Linked DNA regions of Mus musculus: region 2 is linked to region 1. Evidence: chromatin contacts called from public HiChIP or PLAC-seq data. All regions are on one chromosome and are shown on one strand. Each heading gives the region's core, a stretch centred on a gene start, on an enhancer-like site or on the middle of the called end of the contact. The rest is flanking DNA. Distances are from core to core; before and after follow the strand shown. Region 1 overlaps Gm38600 (a long non-coding RNA gene). Region 2 overlaps Gm41296 (a long non-coding RNA gene).

The links. HiChIP or PLAC-seq counts read pairs in DNA pulled down with a chosen protein or histone mark.
Region 2: a contact with region 1 is called in an H3K27ac HiChIP or PLAC-seq map of regulatory T cells, with 4 times the contacts expected there. The contact joins two enhancer-like sites. A contact is called at or near these places in 3 of 115 datasets of contacts at active chromatin or transcription factors (memory CD8 T cells, pancreatic cancer cells and regulatory T cells).

Annotation. Positions count from the first base shown.
Region 1 is chr15:36,332,602-36,336,768 of GRCm38.p6, reverse strand. The region is part of intron 4 of Gm38600 (a long non-coding RNA gene); the gene reads right to left. Among named protein-coding and RNA genes, the nearest start is that of Gm33826, 3.8 kb to the right of the region's middle. Within about 2 kb of position 1,853, at least 35 of the 459 cell types and tissues checked have an H3K27ac peak or open chromatin away from gene starts, as enhancers often do. A contact at or near this core is called in regulatory T cells, where this site is marked.
Region 2 is chr15:36,704,001-36,708,243 of GRCm38.p6, reverse strand. Gm41296 (a long non-coding RNA gene) reads left to right here. Exons shown (of 3, transcript XR_875148.3): 2 at 2,558-2,649; 3 at 3,537-4,187. Among named protein-coding and RNA genes, the nearest start is that of Gm41296, 3.5 kb to the left of the region's middle. Within about 2 kb of position 2,078, at least 38 of the 459 cell types and tissues checked have an H3K27ac peak or open chromatin away from gene starts, as enhancers often do. A contact at or near this core is called in regulatory T cells, where this site is marked.

The DNA.
Region 1 (4,167 bases), core at 604-3,103:
CCCATGTCCAGCCATGTCCGTAGACTCTGTCTCTCAGGGGGAGTTCGACCTGTTGGGGTCTCTCCACTCACTACTCTGCCTCCATCTACTCCTGTCACACAGGAAGTTTTGGGTTACTTTGCCTTTATCTCGTCTCCCTTGATACCAGGACTATGAGTGCATTTTGTTTCCTCTCTCTTCCTCATCCCACATCTGACCTCTTATCCTTCTTAGCTCCATGTCACACTCACAGAATCATTCCAAGCTCCTCTTGAGTAATACATGAAGCTCAGGTGCCTCTTTCTCACACTGTTAACATTGTCTTTTACTAAATCTGTTTTTCCTTTTCACCCATAAGGCCTATGACTGTTCAAAGTGAAACTAATATAGATTCAGATCTGCTTATTCTCTGCTCTTATTTGTTTGTTGTCTGTTTGTTTATCTTGATGTTGAAAGTTAAATCCAGGGCACTGTACAATTTAGAGTAGCTCTATCACCGTTCCCACATTGGGTCATCTCATTTTCTGTCTGACTTTTTGTTTGGGATTAGTTGATTGTTTGTTTGTTTGTTTTGCTTTGAGACAGGGTCTTAGGAAGCAAACGCTGGCCTTGAACTGTTAATCCTTCTGCCTCCACCTCCCTCCCATGTGTTGGGATTACAGCATGTGCCACCATGTCCCTGTCTGGCTCCTTTTCCAATTTTAAACTTTTAAATTATCCCCAGGAAACATGGACTTGGGAAGTGGTACCCTGACAACATTTCCTGCAGATCTTCCCACGATCTCTACCCACTGGGAGGATTTATGTTCTAAAGACCAAATTGTCTCCTGATAACAGCTCTTCCCACCTCCTCCCTCTAGCATCCCTTCTTGATGGTGCCTGGGCTAGTTCAGTCTTATCCAGTGGTGAACATCCCAGATGCATAGATGCCAATTACTTAAAGGTGGGTTCATAACTGACAGGGATTTTCCTTAGATTGCATTCTTCCATCCTCAGCCAGCTGAGAGTCCTTTGCTTTATGTTTTTTGTCACTGGGGAGTGAAGTTCTCTTGTCTGGGTCTGTAGCTTGGCTGGCAGTTAGGCCAGACTACATTTGACTTTGAGATCAAAGTAGCAATCCTCCCCTAGTGTTATAAACAAGTCTACTTGTGTTAGTTTCCCACCATTTGTGTGAGGTACACTAATCACATTTCTGGTATTGTGATGAATGTCTGTGACAGATCAACTTATGAAGAGTAGCCATTTATTTGGGTACACAGTTTGGAAGGCTTCTGCCAATTGATTCCAGTCGTTTGTAAACTACACTAGACTCTGAGAGAGAGAGAGAGAGAGAGAGAGAGAGAGAGAGAGAGAGAGAGAGAGAGAGAGAGAGAGAGAGGAGATTCTTGTGCTGTTTTGAAAAAAGTGAAATTAGGATCTGGGGCATGTGAACCATGAAGTAATAAGTATGCCCTATTGCTTCACTGGAGTTGTGCTATCCAGCTAGCTTGCATTTCTAGGTGGTAAAGGTCACCACCAGGAATGAAAACATGTTAGGACGGGGTATACCAGATGTCCTAAGAAAATCTAGACAGTGGGTGGGAAGAAAGCTATAACAATACAATACAAGTCTTTAAAAGTTATATTTGCTTTGTTTTGCTCTGGCCTTATTTTCATGCTGTTCCAAGCTTTGCTGCCTAGCATCCACCTAGAAGGAATGTCTGTCGTTCTTCCAACTTACCATGTCTCTAGTCAACCTCCACACTGTGCCACTATGGTGAGCCTTCCTCATGATCACCCAGCTTTGAGATATTTTGTTATACTTTAAAGTATTCTCTCCGAGTTTGAACTATACTACAGAGATAGCTGTGAACTTAGCCTAAGGTGATGCAACACTAGGCAGTGGCTGGAGCCATAGAGCAGCACCAGGAAAGACGTCCAAGGAAGAACTGATGGGAATCTGTGTTCATTTCTTGAGCCAAATGCTATGCTGCTTTCTGTGCAGCAATCATGTCATTTATCTCTCCCAGAAACAAGGTCGCCTTGCTAGCAAGTGCTGGTACTAAAACTCATCCCCAGGCAGCCTGCCCTGCCACACTGATGTACTGCAAGCCTGTGTGATTTGGAAGGCCGTTCCTCAATGTCATGTGCAGTACAATTAGACACGATTGAATCATTCCCTCCTGAATCACTCGTGAATATTGCAATCTGGGGGGAGGAGTCCCCCAAGACCACAGAGATTGTGTGACATGAAATCAACTTCTTTTAAAAGGAAGTCCTGAGGAGCAAATGCTTCGGTCAGGCTGCTCCTCTCTGGTGAACATCCTGGCAGGAAACTTCCAAGACTGCCTGCGGTAAGCACAAGAGACTTAGGAAGGAATTGGTTGCCCTTGACTCTCATTGGGTTTCCTGTTTTGCCTTCCAACATTTGCACAGATTACAAAATATTTTTAGGAACAAAATTTTTGTTGTTGATGTTGCTTTTTCTCTTGCATGAGGTAAGATCTATGTTGGCAAGTGATCAGTTATGGGAATGACTGAGCTACCTGAAGCCAAACAATACTCTTCCCTTTTGAAGCCTGCTCTTTGCCTGTTCTCTATTCACTTCTAATCCCCACCCCTCCCTTCTTGCTCCCACTCTGCCTATTCTTGAAATGCTTTATCAGTCTTATTTGCATATATACCTGACTCTTGACCAGACTGACAGCTTCCTGTTTATCGAGGTGTTTCCATGGCTCTCAACCCACAGCAGCCACTCACAGGAGCTAATGGAATGAATGAAAACAGATTGGCAATTAACTGCTGGAAGTCTGTCAGCACTGAGAGAGAACCTACCTGAGGAGCTGGGCTCATCCTGTCTCAGAGCTGCTGTTGCTGCTGAGCAGGTCCACAAGTCCTTACTCTTAAGCAGATTAGGGGCTCAGGGAGCTATGTGATTCATCTAAGGTGACACAGGTTGTAACGAGCCATGAACCAAGCTCAAATAACCCTTTCCTCAAAATTGGCAGATAAAGAAAACCAGCAGCTTGGAGGGTTTTCCGATCCTCATGACTTCTGGTGACTTTAAAAGCTTTCTTCTGTGTGGTATGGTAGAGTGAAGTTGTGGAGACACTAGTCACTTTACTTCTTTGTGATCTTTCCTAGAGAAAGCAGCATGGTGGAGAAGGAAGGTGGCTGGATATCTTCCAGGGCAGAGTTCAAGTCCTGGTTCCTGACACCATCGCCAACATCCCTCTATTTGTCCTAGAGGGGCAATCACTCTCATAGCCTTTGAAGGAGAAAGTAAATCACACACACCCAGTGGAGCGGCAGGCATCCTGTTTGGTCAAGGTAGTCAAAGGGCAGGTGTTTGAACAGCAGGATGCCTGTGAGCTCTGCTGGCTCAGAGCCCTGGGATACCTTTTCTTCCTGCTTTATCCAGGTCCCAAACCTCACACACAGTCTCTCTCAAAGCTCCTGATCCTCAGCCTGGAGAGCGACTTCTCACCTACCCAGATGAGTTTTGTTTTGTTTTGTGACAGGGAGTCACTATGTATCTCTGACTGTCCTGGGATTCATTATGTAGATCAGGCTGGCCTTGAATTCACAGAGATCTACCTACCTCAGCCTCCCAAGTGTTGGGATTAAAAGCATGCTCCACTATACCCAGCCCATAAATCAAATTTAATTGAACCAAAGCCAGGCTCATTCATTGACATGTTATTGACATGTTATTGACAGCTGCTTCTCCAAGACAAAGGCAACAGTACCTGCAGTAAAGATTATGTGAACTGGGCCTGAGCAGATGGATCAACAGTTAAGAACACTTGCTGCTCTTCCGGAGGACCTGAACTCTGTCCCCAGCCACCCATGTCAGCAGCTCACTGCCACTTGTAATTCAAGTCCAAGAGATTGGATACCTTCTTTTCACCTCTTTGGGTGAATACATACATGCCAGACCCATACATGTACACACACACACACACACACACACACACACACACACACACACACACACAATGCACACACACATGCACATAAATAAATAAAAACAAAAAATTTTTAAATAATAAACGGTCATATGGACTGAAAAGTCTAAGACAGTTCCTATCTGACCAAAAACAAACAAACAAACAAACAAACAAACAAACAAATTGTGAGCCCCACTGTGAGAAAATAAGACTCCTCTTCACACATGCCCAACAAAGCCCCGCCTCTTTCCTGTCTTCA
Region 2 (4,243 bases), core at 829-3,328, 370 kb before region 1:
ATTACTGGTGGATTTTGTCTCCCAGAAATGAATTATTGTCTAACCCCAGTGGATGGAGTCACCTAGAAAGACGCGGGGACATAAAAGGAAAGAAATACCTTTTCTTAAGATCTTAGGTTCACATCTACCTTCATAAGAAAATAGATTAACAAGGGAGAAAAAAACCCCACAAAGTTATCCAATGTACTTCCTGTTCTGTGTAGTACGAGATCACCCAGTAATGGAGACTTAAGAAGGCAAAGAATGCTGTACCTATTTATGCTTAAGTTTAATGGAAGCCAGGACCAAAGTTGGTTTCTACTAATAGTAGCAGTGGCAAGTCCTATGTTGGGTAGCCTTTGCTGTGAGTGTGTCACCAAAGTCACAAGCAAGATGTTTTCTGCGTGGCCTCCCCAACAGCCACTGAGAATTATGCGAAGAAATATAATGAACTTCAGATGAACTTGAAGATATCACTATTCTAACACATTTCTGGAAAGTGGTGTGCGAATATAACATCTCTCTGGCTCTTGCTGACCTAATCTCTAACGGGGGGGGGGGGGGGAGCGGGACACTTATCTTTCTCTAAATTTGAGATAACCTATAACTTGTAGGAGTGTTACACAACTGATCAGTACTGACAGTTTTGTTTTCTTTATTGTTTTTAAATTTCTATTTATTTATTCTATGTGCATGAGTGTTTTGCCTGCACGTATGTCTGTGTACCACGTGTGCCTGCTGCCCATGAGGCCAGAAGGGGTCCCCTGGAACTGGAGTTACAGATGGTTGTGAGCTGCCATGTCAGGTGCTGGGTTCTGAACCTGGGTCCTCTGGAAGAGCAGCTGGTTCCCTTAACCACTGGGCCATGTCTCCAGCCCCCACCATGATTTTTCATGATTCTCAGTGTTTGAGAGTAGAGCTATGGCCCCAGTCAGCCTCAGGGGTTAGGCTAGGAACAAAAATGAGGCAAATGGTACTGCCTGGGTGGTAGCAAAGAAGAATATGCACACAGGGCTCAATCAACATGTCCCCACTGCATAAAAGTCACCCTCATTCCCAGGAGTCTCCATTAGGGCCTCTGTGTATCCTAGAGACAGCCCTCCCATCCTATCTCCCTCCATCAACTGCAACTTTAAAGTTGTGTGTGTGTGTGTCAGAAGACAATATGCAAGAGTGAGCTGGCTCCCTCCAACATATAGCTCTCAAGACTTAAACCTTAAACTCAGGTCCTCGGGGTTGGTGGCAAGCACCTTTACCAGCTGAGCCATCTTGCAGGCCCTCTAATGTTTTATCAGTGTTCCTGCAGATTGGGGTGATGGGATTTGCAATGTGCCCTTGGGGTCTCCCTTGCCCCTCTTGGCCCCAGGATCACAGGAAGACCACACTCTAGGCCCTCTCCACCCACATTCACTCTCTCTTTAATCCCTGTCCAAGTCCCTGCAAGCTGGAAGCTTTACCTAAGGAAAGTGGCTCAGGCTCTTCTTCACACTAGAGTGTTAATGGTTTAACAGTTCCCCCTGCACAATGAGTGAGGCAGAGCTACAAAGCCAACAGTAAGAGAAGCTACAGAATCAAATAGTAAATACGGGGGATTTAGGGTATCTGGCCCCTCCTAGGAAGGAATGTGTTAACTTCAAAGTCTTCTTCAACTCTTTTGATCTCACCAACAAAACCAAACCAAAGTCTGTCTTTGGAGAGCAGGGAGGCTGGCAGGAGGCTGAGCTCCGGGTTCTCTCTGGGGAGGCTCTGGGAGACCCAAGAGGGTGGGAAGCTTGAGACCCCTGCTGTGGCACACCTGCTAACTTTCATTCACCACTCTGGCCATGGGTGAGATGTCCAGCAAGTATTCCTGAAACACACCCGAGATGCACGCTAACCCAGAGAAGAGAGCAACCCCAACGGGTTCCTCAAGATTACTATTTATGAATTAAAAAAAAAACCAAGCAACTCTTTGCCCATGACTTTAGCCTAGAGGTTTTCTTCCCATTCAGGAAAGGCTGCTTCCCCAACATCTTCAAAGCAGGCCTTGCAGTTGAAGTGTATGGTCACCAGGTGGTGAGAGCGTGCTGTGGCTGGGAACAGCAACTAGGAAGCCAAGCTCACAGGCACCCAGGTACCTTACCCAGAGCCAGGACTTCCTCTCCACTGCAGCCACAGCCACTAAGTTAAGAGAGATGAACCACCCTTAATGAACAATCAGTCCATAGTGACCTGGAGCAGCTACGTAGACCAAGCCGTCTCCATCTGAGAAAAAAAAAAAAAGTCAATCTGTTTTTAGAAAACAAAAAGCCTCAGGAGTGCCCACCTTTCTTTGTAAAACCTTATTTGTTTATTGATTGATTGATTGATTGATTGGGGGGGGGCGGGGTATGCTCACACAGGCCCACGCTCATGCATGTTACGGATGCATACGACTGCATGGTTGTCAGAGAACCACTTTCAGAAATCAGTTCCTTCTTTCCACTGTGTGGGTTGTGGACACCAAACTCAGGCTGCCAAGCTTGGTAGCAAGCATCTTTACCCACTTTTCAGTGAGTGTATCTCTGCCACCTCATGCTTCCTTCTGGTCTCCTTGCAGGAGGAGACACTACCCTCTTGTGACACGTCTAGGAAAGAACTCTAAAGTTCTCTAAAGGAACGGGCACCCAACTTCCATCTGTCACCACCTGGGTAAGAGCCTATAGCAGTGTCACCACCTGGGGAGGAGCCTAGAGCAGTGTCACCATCTAGGGAAGAGACTAGAGAGGTGTTTCTCAATGTGCAGATCTTGAAATCTTTGGGGTTAAATCACCCCTTCACCCTTAGGAGTCCCCTAAGACTATTAGAAAACACAGATATTTACATTATGACTCAACAGTAAGAAAATTAGTTATGAGTAGCAGTGAAATAATTTTATGACTGGGGGTCACCACAGCATAAGGAACTGTATTAAAGGATTACAGTATCAAGGGGCTTGAGAACGTCTGCCCTAGAGGAACCTGGTCAGGGCTGAGCTAGGAGGGTGTTAGAGATCAAAGATGCTGGGGTCCCCGCTCTCCCTTTCCCGCTTGGACCTACAGGTTTGCTGGTCCCTTCTCCCACCTCACCTGTCTTTTAATGATCTCCTTCCTGGTCCTACTTCCAAACACAGCCAATTCCCTTTATTTAACGGGATTTTTCACAAGACATTGCCTCAAATATTTGCTCATTAAGTGAGCAAATCCTGACCTCAAAGGGGGTTGAGTTCATGGTGACAAATTAGAAGACTTTTTATCACCTGACTGATACATACACAACCTTTGTGGTCCTGATGGATTATACCTGTAATCTAAGACTGAAGCAGGAGGATTGCTATGAGTTTGTGGTCAGCACAGGTGAAAGTAAGAGTCAATAATAGCACGGGGTGAGGCGGGGAGCAGGAGGGCAGACAGAGGAAAGAGTAGCGGTTGAGATGTAAAGTGAATTAATTAATTAATCGATTGATTGATTAATGGAGAAAATAATAGTACAATCTTTCTATCTAAAGACATTCCACTAAGTATTAACAATGGGTGACTTTTCTGTCTCATGTATTGCAGGCTATGAGCCACAATATGTTTGTACTTGGAGCACTGTACCCACTTGAGCCATGTGCTCAGCAGCAATGTAAACAACCAGTCAGCAGCAAAAATAACAAAACCTGTTTCAGAAAAACAAGAGGGGATAGTAAGTAGTCTAAGAAGCTGAGCCTGAGAGACTCAGAGTTGAACAAGCCAGATCCTTATCTTGTTGGACTTGAAGAAGTAGGAACAGAGGAGGACACTCTCTACCCCCACCCCTACTTCCTGCAAGAAACAAATTAATGAGGAAAACAAGAGGACATTTGTTCATAGTTTTATGGGACTCTGGAGCCTTCAGCTGGGCCACCCACACTGGACTCTTGCTTCTAGTGCTGCTACTTCAAGAAACAAGGACCACCACGTGCGTGGACACAAGGAGCCCTGCGCTGGGGAGACCAAGCCAGGCCTGCCTGTCTCCAACCTCCTTGACTTCTCTACTGCCACAGTTTTCATTCCAAGGGTGGGTCAGGACCCTTAGTTTCTATATGGATAACTAGTACAGCAAGATGGAAGAAATGTTAATGTAATTTTTGTTTTGTTTTGTTTTATAGCTAGGGCAGCAGGTTTTGGCTTCTCTGGCCCACATTGGGGATGAAATACAAACAGTATTAATGGCAGAAAAATCAGTACAAAGAGAATTCAAGCAAACCTTCAATAAAAAGCCAAAGGTTGAAGTCAGGCAGTTC